Linked DNA regions of Astyanax mexicanus: region 2 is linked to region 1. A link is a contact called in public Hi-C data. All regions are on one chromosome and are shown on one strand. The core of a region is the stretch at or near the end of the contact, and the rest is flanking DNA. Distances in the headings are between cores, read along the strand shown. Region 1 overlaps qkia (QKI, KH domain containing, RNA binding a). Region 2 holds the start of qkia (QKI, KH domain containing, RNA binding a).

Evidence for each region. A called contact is a pair of places that touch in the nucleus more often than the background predicts.
Region 2: a contact with region 1 is called in a Hi-C map of blood, with 3 times the contacts expected there. The contact joins the promoter of qkia here to the enhancer-like site in region 1. A contact is called at or near these places in 2 of 3 Hi-C or Micro-C datasets (blood and muscle).

What each region holds. Positions count from the first base shown.
Region 1 is chr14:43,851,312-43,856,899 of AstMex3_surface, reverse strand. All of the region lies in intron 4 of qkia (QKI, KH domain containing, RNA binding a), which reads left to right. Among protein-coding and RNA genes, the nearest start is that of qkia, 65 kb to the left of the region's middle. Within about 2 kb of position 2,374, the one cell type or tissue checked has an H3K27ac peak away from gene starts, as active enhancers do.
Region 2 is chr14:43,916,832-43,922,419 of AstMex3_surface, reverse strand. It overlaps qkia (QKI, KH domain containing, RNA binding a), which reads left to right and starts at 3,276. Exons shown (of 8, transcript XM_049464178.1): 1 at 3,276-3,704. The coding sequence starts at 3,560.

The sequences.
Region 1 (5,588 bases), core at 1,125-3,624:
GAGATTCAACCACACCACCCCCATCCCAGCAACATAAGCGTTTTTAAAACCACGCCAGTGTTCAGTTATGGTAACAGACATCTCTTTTGTTTGTTTTTCTTTGTTTTGGTTTAATAGCGCGCTTATCTTGGCTGGCGAACGCTTTGCTCGCTCATCCGCTGCCTGTTCTCTGGGATTTTGAAGTGCTCGCTGTTCTCAGCCAGTTATCTCTTAGTTTGGTGACCCTGAGGCCTCCCAGCTTTCAGTTAAACTCTCAAATTGGGAACTGTGCGCTGTGAGCAGTTCCACTGTTTAATTCTGCCGCCTCTAAAGATCTTTGCTTTTTTTCCAGCTTGTTGAATTTTCACAGTGGGTGGATTCAGGCTAAATCCTTTATTGTTTTTAGTGCTTGTCTTAGTCATCATGGTATATTTATTTTTCATTTAAATACACATCTGACCAGTACAGTTTTATATTCCATGTTAATTTTTTTTAAATTATTCCACACATTTTAAATGTTTTTTTTTGTGGTTTTAGAGAACCTTTGCATATTATGCTTCTGAGAGAGATTAGGTATAAAAAGAGCATTTTAGAGAGGCAGTCATGTACAGTAGTTGCTAATTGCTCCTCTAAAAAACCTTTATTTTTTGTAAGTTATAATAAAGGTGTCGCATGCCATCAAACACCATGGCACCATGTCCTAATTTCCACACTCTCCCCTCAGCCCACTCACTCAGCCCAAATTAGCCTGATCACGAGAGGGGAAGCAGGTGGCTGTGACCCAGGGTAGTCGCCTTCCTGTTGGGTTTGCAGGCCTGCTTCCTACCCCCAGGCCAGAGAGCGTCTGTCTAATCCTCCAGCTTAGCACTCTCAGGGTGCTCCGGAGGGTCGGCGGGGGAATGTTCTAGAACTTGTATGAACTTACGTTATACGGTTGTGAGCCCATCCTTTGAAGTGTTAGCAAGGTTACAGCGAGTTCAGGGAAGGCAGTAGAAACCTTTTATGCTCTCTCAGATTGGCAGGTATGCAGTTGTGTGCAAAAGTTTGGGCGCCCCTTGTCTGGTTGCTGGAGATTTGGATTTTCTGTTACCCATTGTGTGCAGTTGTGTTTTAAAAGTGCTGTTATTTTTCTTTTGCTAAAATTTATTTGTTTGGTTAAACATAGTGCACTATGTGCAAAAGTTATTGCACATTTATTATGTTGTATGTGTGTGTTTGTGTTTCCATTGACCCTTTTTGGTCAGTGGAAACGCTTCACAAATCAAAGAAACAAACCAGAGCCGATTGTCTTTTTTTTTTTTTTTTTTTCTTCTTCTTTTAAATAAAACAATTTGTGTATATCCCATGAGTACTGGTGAATCAGCAACACACACACACACACACGCCCACACTCTGTAGCTCTTCCTAAGTGCCACCCGCAGGCATTTGGAGAAATGATGATATTTACTGGAGTGTGTAAGAACTCTGCAGCCGTTTCTGCATGGTCAGGATTCAGCGGCGCTGTGACTTTCTCACTCCCGCAGCTTCTGAAGTGAGCTCATGGGTTCCTTGTGAAAGATGGAGGGTGGAAAAAGTGCAGAGTGAGGGAAAGATTCAAATCTCAATAATAGGAAAGTGTCTTGCGCAGCCAGGTAAGGGGAACGGCCTGAGTAGTGCCAGCAGAGGCCTTGGAAGTCAATTATAGCTGGACTTCGCAGACTAAAAACACTTCAATGGCTAGATGTTCCCGATCTTATTTTCTCACGTGCTGCGAGATGCAAAATGAGCGTGAAGTTGCTGCCATGACCTTGAGAAGTTGTTGAACCCCAAGACTTCACTTCTTCCCACAACCCCCTCTGTGCCTATTCTGTAATAAGCCAACAGGATAAATAAAATAAGCCCATTAGGTCATGCCCCACCCCTAGAGGTTCGTCCTGCCCATGACTTGCAGCAAACAGCCTGCCTGTAATCTGCACCGGCCCCTCCGAAAAGCCCCCCGTGGATGTTGGGCCATGCGCTTTCGCTTTGAACATCCACCCTAATCCTTTTACTTGGAAGAGAGCGGTTGCACACCGAGAGGTTGGTGTTTGTGCAGCGGCCCTGAGCTTGCCGAGCCTTTCCATCCCCCAAGGCCTTTCTGCACCTCCCCGCCCGGCCGCACAGGGCACGGGGGTAATTATTCGCTCGTTCCGAGTCAAACCGCGCTGCATCCCGACAGGATCCCGCTTGGCATCTGGAGAGTGCCAGTGGAGCCCATCGGATGCGGCACGGGAGCGGCGGATTCCTTTCATCTCTTTGAGTTGCTGGAAATGGGATTGCCTAGCATTCTGTGCTGCTACGGAGCCCATGGGCTTCCCTTTAAATACGAGCTGGCAGCAGCCAGGACTCCAGCCGCTCTAGCTCAAACGGACAGCGCTCCCTCAAGGCTAAGCATAGCGCAGCGGGAGAGTCCATCCATCGGCTGGTGCCGGCTAATTCAGGAAGTTTAGTTCTGGTTGCGACTGTTTGGGATGTGCAGAAGGCCGGCAGGTGGATAGAGCAGTGCTGTTTAAACAATAGATTACCCAAACATGAACATGGCTAATGATGATTGGAAAGTAGAGTCTCTTTGATTGAACTATTCCTCCAATAATTATTATCTGCTAAAATGCATTCCAGTACAGATAATAAGGAAAAAATATGGGTCCCTCACATCTCCTCTGGAGATTTGTGATTGCAGGTTTTTGCCCTGCACAATTCTCGATAACCTTGACTATAAAAGAATTGTGTTGGCAAAATAGCATTCCTTAGATTTTAAAGGCCAGAAACTTGAATCAGTTTTATGCCCTTGAGCTTTACAGCCAAAAATGATCAGGGGTGCTTTTGTCCCATTGAGGTTTTAGATTTGGAGCTGACTGATCAATGACTGACTGTGGAAGGGCCTCCAGGGACAAGGGAATATTTGCTTTATCACGGTTTACCTACATTGCATTGGAGCATAATATAGAATTATTTGGAATTGAAATGCACTTCTTTTTTAAATTGTAAATTCAGGAAAAAAAGGAGTCCATATCATAAAAAATGGTTCTTTCTCTTTGAGTGCTATATAAAATCATTTAAAAGTGTTTTTCACTGCATTTAAAGCACAATTTAACCAAGTAAACAACCATGTGATCATATAGGACCGTTCATTGACTTTGAAGAATTCCTTTTTAAAGGCAGGCATTTAGTAAAGATGTACCATAATGGGCATCTCTGATATCTGATATTCGAAGAAACTCATTAAAAGCTCACTGTGAAGAACATTGACTAATGATAATGGGAATTCCATGCATTATTTATATCCTGAGTGCCTATGATTTCTTGTCTCAATTTAAAGCAGTTCTCCAATAGGACTAAGAAGACATTTGTCACAAACATTTGTTGAACTGGTTCAGTGATAAGCAAACATTCTTCTGTCCAGGAAACCAAAATGGATGTGGTCGCCATCAAAAAAATACAACAGTTGTTTTATCACTATTCTCTAATTTATGAAATTAGAGTGGAATTTCCACGGAACAGACTTCAGATAATTTTTTTTTCCACCAATGTTCCTCGATTTCACTACCGTTCACATTCCTTCACACACAGCACAGTGCACTGTGAGTATTCGATATTCTCTGACGTGTTTTCCAAAGCTGCCATGGTCGTTTGCTTGTTAATTGATCTACCATGAACCTTATCTCATGGGAAAACCTTGATTTATAGTGGAAAAACCTTCGGTGCCATGGCTGATGTGCTCGGTTTAGGACCTTCATGCCTCTGCTGGTGTCCTTGACTGCTGATCCACCCTGTTTTCCCGCCTCGTTGTGGATGCATCCTGGAAGGTTTTATAGGAGCTTGTATTTCCTGTGTGTGGTCCAGCTAAACCCGACCGCTCCTCCAGCTCGCTGGAAAATGCGAGGAATTCGAAGAATGGTGGCTTTTATAGAAATTCATGGGTGTTTATTTTTATAATTTTTTTATGTCTGATTCATTTCCTTTTCTTCTTGCTGCTTTATTTATTCCTGCCTGTTAAATCGCTAACTCTACCAGGGGGTGTGTCCAGGGTTCCCGGGAGTTGGGGTCAGGGCAGAATTCGAGAGCTGGCTGGTGGCACTGAGAGCAGGAATCAGCTTTGGCTCCCAAATCTCAGAATCTGATGCAAATCCGGCAGTGTTTAAAGACCCAAATCAGCCTCTGCAAATCGCCCTCAAGATATTCCCGGCTCGATTGGGAGGCATTAAGGGATCACAGTGACAGAACAATGGCTCGTCTGGTGGGAGAACGGCAACAGAGTGAGCGAGAGGGAAAGACTAAAGAGAGAGAGAGAGAGAGGAAGGAAGAGAGAGAGAGACTAGCAGACAGATGTCTCATGAGGGTTTACAGTGTGTTGCAGCAGCGCAAATCATGGATCACTTTAATGTTTCCTCCCTCACCCGCGCTGTCGCTCCCCCTTGCTCGCCCACACTGTGTTCTTGTTTCAGCAGAAAGCCCGCTTAATCCCGTATGGACCTCCGCGTCCACTGCATGTCAACATCTGTGCTTGTGTGTTTAAATACCGTTCCCGGGGCGCTCCGATATGACCTACATATTACGCTTGGCCAAATCCGACGCTGTTTATCCCTCACTGTTTATTTAAAACGTCCGTAATTAAGAACCAGAGTGGGGGACCTGTCCATTTTCCCTTTTATTTCATGCTTTCCAGAGCTGTAATAGAGTGCTTTCACAAACACTTGCCAGCTATTACAGTTGGAGGCAGGATTAGGGCTGAATGATGTGATGAGAGAGGAACGGGAGAGGGAGGTCTGGTACTGGACCTTGGCTGACTGTGTACAGGAGATTTGAGGGGATATTGATGGCAAAGCTGTTAGCCTCCAAGGTTGCATCCAATGTGGCCCAATGAAGGCCCCTAATAAAGCCTATTCATCCCCAACACAAAGCTCAGATCTCTTTTACTGCCCTCTACAGGCCACATCCACCTGTGCACCTGTGTACACTTGTGTAGACCCACAGTAATTACCCATCAACTTTCAAGTTGCTGTATTCTACGTTAAATCAGAAGCACTATATTATTTTGAACTGTAAAGGTGAAAATCTGTATTTTATTCTCCAATGTAAGGAATAGAGAACCCCTTAAAAACTGTGTTTTAGTTGCCTACAAATGACTGTTTTCTAGAGTACTGTGGAGAGCGAGGTTGAATGGAAACAAATTAGTTTCTAATCGTTTTTGTTTGCATGGAGACCATTGTTGTAAGGAAACATACAGTATACTTCTATAATCACTGTCTTTTCTCTAAATCGAGGCACTCAAACATAATGAACTCCCGTAAGTACCAAGTGGGTGTGTGTGGTATTGCAGGGGAGAATGACAGTGAGATTGGAGCATTGGTCTGCATACCTGTGGAGTGTTGGGGGTTTCAGCCGACAGGTTTCCTGGACAGGAAGTGGGAAAATGTGTCCCTATCTCTGAACTGTGTTAACATGTGGAAAAGAGAGAGAGAGGTTTTGTCATGTCTGCTGGTTACTTCAGACCTTTTAGCTCTTTCATTTATATAAGAGAAGAAATTCTCTTATAAAGCACAACCATTGATTTGCTTTATACATCTTTCAAAACTGGGCTGTTCATTAAG
Region 2 (5,588 bases), core at 2,027-4,526, 65 kb before region 1:
ACATTACCGTGCTAACGCATGCAGTTAAACTTTAACGATGCACATTAGCAGTTTTAATTACCATTACCATCATTTAAAAAATCTAATTATGATTTTAACCATGACTTAGTCACAGAATATTTTGGTGATTAATACAATTATTTTGAAGGCATTGCCACTAATACACATCTTAGTGTTTCTAATACTTTTCTATTTACATTAAAATACCCATAAAATACCCATTATCAAATGCTTAGTCATAAGGAAGAACAAAATGATAATAATCCTGATATCAGAAATGAGGAAAGTGTGGTGATACGGCACATTCATTTTTCCACTACATGCCTTTACTTTCTGACACTCCCTCTCACCTCAAACAAAAAGGAAAAGGCAGACAGACAAACAGCCAGCCAGCCAGCCACACACACACACACACACACACACACACACTTTGAGCACTGTGTGAATATCAGTGATGAATAAATCTGCGTATTTCTTTGAGCTCCAAAAAGCTGAGGTGATATTTACTGAGGGGTTTAGCTCTTATCTTGGCTGAACATAGTGACTGTGTGTGTGTGTGAGTGTGTGTATGTGTATTTCTGCTTTTCTGATCGTCACTTCTGAGACTTGATCACATGACCCGACCTAGGTGTGAAAGAAAAAGAAAAGATAAAGGCATGCACTGCGTCACTCCATATTTCTACATTTTTAAAAACACACCCATTCAGCCTAGAGTAAAGCAGCCCCATCCGTACATCCTACAGCACTTTAGCCCCTACCATTCATCCCAAAGCATTTTAGCCCCACCCATTCAGCCTACAGCAGTGTCCTGATTCTTGTTAGGCTGGAGGGGTAGGGGGGACTGTTAGGCACACTCAAAACAGAGGTGGAAAAGATAGGAAGATGGTGGAACATGCGACCAAAGAACCAAAGGTTGAGGAGGTGAAAAAAGGTCAGGCGGTTTGCTTTTGCTGTTTTTGCAGCTATAGCTGCACAGCTGCACCACGAGATGTGTTGTAGGTACAAGAGAGAAGCACGTAGGTCATGCATAGCAGCAAAAATACATATGAATTCCGATTTGTCTGTTCGCATTCATGATGCATGTCCATGAATCAGATACGTATCCGATTTAGGACCACATATGCAAGTGATTTGAAACAATCTGATTTGGCACGTTCACACAGCCTTGAAAAAAATAGATCTGAGCCACAATTAGCAAAAAAAAATCAGATTTGAGTCACTTCAGTCTGGTAATGTGAACGCTGCTTTATTTAACCCTGCTGCCTATTCTCGGCATAGGGTCTTGTGACCTTAAAATCACGTGATCACTGCTGCTTCAGAGCGTGCTGTTCTATTGATCAGGGCTTTTCTATTAGGATTATACAGCGGTTTGTGAACACTTGAGTCAGTCCCCTTAAATTTGCTCGAAAAAACTTCTGACTACTTTTGAACACACAGTGTATAAAACATGAGCTGAGCTTTAGTAAGAAACTGAAAACAGGTCCCAGATCAGCACTTAGTTAAGCGGGGGAGGGGCGGGGTCAGAGGTCTTCCGTCCTAAAATAAAGTGCTACCAGCTAAGTATGAGCCAGAGGACACTGGCAGCTAAAGGAGAGAGAGAGAGGGAGAGAGATCATTTCTTTGTGTAGTGGTGACTCCTCATTAATAGTTTTCCGGTCTCCGGGCGTCTCCGGGAAGATGGAGGGATGGAGAGGGCAGAGGGATAATTGAGATGAGATGGATTCATCTTCTCAGGGCGAGTTTAAACACTTATTTAACCGAAGATGATTTAAAAACTTAATTCAGAATATTAAGAAGTCAAACATTTACTCCTCACATCAGCACACATTAGCCTTAACGTATTTATAGATCATTATTATCTATCAGTATTTGATCAGCACTTTATAACATATTACTAATGTTATTAATACTTAATTATTCTGCATTAGTTATGTGATATGTTTAAAGAATAACGTGTATCTGTTGTTGCAAATTACCTTTTCATTTAGTCAATTTTTAGTCACTATTATAAGCATTTGATTTGTATTTTATCTGGTAGTAGTCAGCTTGTTTTTATTTGATTAGTATTTAATCATATAATGATAATGTCATCAGTTTGTAGCACTGTATTAGTAAAACTATCATATATTATTGTGTATTATTAATGTTATCAGTATTCAATGCTGCGTCTGTATTTGATCAGTATTTAACCCTGTATCAGTATTTAATCCGTATTTCATCCTGTATTAGTATTTAATCAGTATTTATTCCTGTGTCAGTATTTACTTAGTATTCAATCATGTATCAGTATTTAACCAGTATTTAATCCTGTATCAGTATTTGATCATTATTTAATCCTGTATCAGTATTTAATCCTTTATCAGTATGTAATCTGTATTTAATATTTTATCAATATTTAGTCCTGTGTCAGTATTTATTCCTGTTTTGTTATTTAATCCTGTATCAGTAATTGATCAGTATTTAATCAGTATTCAACCCTTTATCAGTATTTAATCCTTTATCAGTATTTGATCATTATTTAATCCTGTATTAGTATTTAATCCTTTATCAGTATGTAATCTGTATTTAATATTTTAGCAACATTTAATCCTGTGTCAGTATTTATTCCTGTTTTGTTATTTTATTCTCTCTCAGTATTTAATTAGTATTCAAATCTGTATCAGTATTTGATCAGTATGTAATCCTTTATCAGTATTTATTCCTGTATCGATATGTAATCAGTGTTTAATCATTTATCAGTATTTAACCCTGTGTCAGCATTTGATCAGTGTTTAATCCTTTATCAGTATTTATTCCTGTGTCAGTATTTGATCAGCATTTATTCCTGTATCAGTATTTTATTCTGTCTCAGTATTTAATTAGTATTCAAATCTGTATCAGTATGTGATCAGTATTTAATCCTATATCAGTATTTAATCTTGTATTAGTATTTAATCCTTTATCAGTATTTTATCAGTGTTTAATCCTGTATTGGTATTTAATCCTGTATTTGATCAGTATTTAATACTGTATCAGCATTTGATCAGTGTTTAATCCCGCTGTGTTGTTCTGATTGTGCTCCAGTGTAACATTATCCCGCTCCGTCGTTTCTCTTTCTCTCTCCTGATTGGCTAAGATCTCTGTTTGTCACTTCGGCCACCCCGCCTGTTTGCCTCTCCGCGCTCAACCCTCGGCGTCCATTGGTCAGACTGTCCCCCCCGTGAGCGCCTACAGCCAATCAGCGCGCGGCGAAGCTCTCTCTGCTTTCTGCGCTGCTTCGGAGCGGAGCCGCGAGCACAGCGCGTTCAGTTTAGTCACGAGGAGAGAGCGGCTGGAGCGCGAGCAGTGCGGTGATCAGATACGCTTGAAGACGCTTGGAGAGTAAAGTCTGTTAAAAACGGCAGCGCGCGCTCCGCAGCGGCTCCCGCACAGATAACTGCAGACAGCTGGACACGGGAAACCGGGGCTGTGTATTCGGCGCGCGCTTGGTGCTGTTTTCCCCTATTTTCCTTCTTCTTTCTCTCCGGGAGAGAGGAGGTGGACCGCGCGCGCTCGGGTCCGCTCACACCGCGCCGCCAAGATGATGGTGGGGGAGATGGAGGTGAAGGAGAGGCCGAGGCCGAGCCCCGACTACCTGATGCAGCTTCTAAATGAGAAGAAGCTGATGACCAGCCTGCCGAACCTCTGCGGCATCTTCACCCACCTGGAGCGGCTGCTGGACGAAGGTAAAGCCGAGAGAAGCGCCTCGAACAGCGGCCTGTGTGCGAGAGAGAGCCGGGGCGAGCTCAGAGCTCGAGACCCTGAGCTTCTCTCTTTCACTTTGTTGTTTTTTGAGTAAAATTTGTTTTAAACTCAGCGGAATTTAAGTTTTTAGCTGCTTTTTCTCACATAAAGACACTTTTCGACTCACAGACAGACCCAAAGGCGTTAAATCTCTCTGAGAGTAAAGTTTTAAACTCGTCAACAAACGGAGAAAAGTTAGTTTTGATCCGCTCAGAGTTTAGCTAAGCTAACATGGTCGTTAGCACAGTGCTAACCAGCGCTACTTTACCGTTACACACAGCGGGTGAGTTTTTACACTATAAAACGCGTTAAATCTTTTTTTCCAAAGTTCTTACTTAATTAAAGACGCATTTTACCCAAGTAACGATCGTTTTTTTGGTCAGAAATTGCGATTAAGTACAACATAACTGATTAGATACGTTTAGCTAAGCTGAGGTAATAACTAAGTACAGGCAGTAAACTTGTTAGCTAGCTTTAACTAGTTAGCAGTCATAGTTAACGTAACTGAGTACTTTATTTGCTTAATTTATAACTAATTAACTAAGTTATATAGCTTCATAAACTACTCAGTACAACATACCTTGGATATTTCGTTCTTTTTAACCACAGTGAAGTGATTTTGTAGGGTTAGTTTTCTAATAATTCTCCCAAAAAACTCACATCACGTTAGCTAGCCCGCTTGTGTAACGTAACGTTATTTGTTTAACGTAATGCTTAGCTCGTTAACAGCCTAACGTTACTAGTTAGCTAACTTATTTTGATCATAAATCGCAAATTAACGTAGCATTGGTGGATTAGTTATTAATTGAGTTTAGGTTCTTTTTTTTAACACGTTGAGGTAATTAGTGTAAAAACATTAAGAACATTATTTCATTATTTTATTATTCCTCATTTGTTTAGTTTATTTAACTTAGATAGCATGCATTTACTAGCTAAACAGTGATTGTATTTTAAATTTAAGTCACAACTAAAGGAGGTAAGATAAGTTAACTTGATATAACTTATGTGACTAACTTTAGAAAACGTGTTAGCCAAGAATCGCTAAGAAATTCTAACACTTGGATTTTTCTTTTTTTTTATTTAACTAAATTCTAAAGCTTTGTAAGTTACGCAGTGAAGCATAACTAGTGTTAGACCGTGTTGAACTTGTGATTTTATTGAGGAAAAACAATGCAGCAAGCAGCAGAAAATGAAAGGATTGTTTTCCAGATTAAGGGCATTTTTCGGTTTTCTCATAGCTGAAGGAATTTGGAGCAAAAGTATGTGTGTGTGTGTGTGTGTGTGTGTGTGTGTGTGTGTGTGTGTGTGTGTGTGTGTGTGTGTGTGTCTGAGCGAGAGAGTGAGTGTGTGTGTTGCAATGCACCCTAGGGGCTTTGTGTGCTTGCAGCCGTGGACAAAGAGAGGACTGGCCCCATTTTATTGCAAGGAGTCTAAATAATACAGATTTATCCCCTGCATTCATTCCAAAGGGATTTTTTTTTTTTTTTTTTGCCTTAAATTTCTATCCATGTGTGCATCGAGATTCCGTTTCAATATGCATGGGTATCCCTGCATATGCCTGCGTTTATTCCGCAGGGATATCTATTATTTGCTTACAGCTCTATCTATCCATCCATCCATCCATCCATCTACTCATGCATACATTCCTCAATTTATTGGTTATTCCATTCTAATGTGCACTGGCATCCATGCATATGCATGCTTATATTCCAAGGGGAGATGAAGGAAGGAAGGAATGCATGCATATGCAGGAGGGAATGCCAGTGCATTGTGTGTGTTTTTTTATTTTTTTATTTTATTTTATAAAGACTGCATGACCATCTATC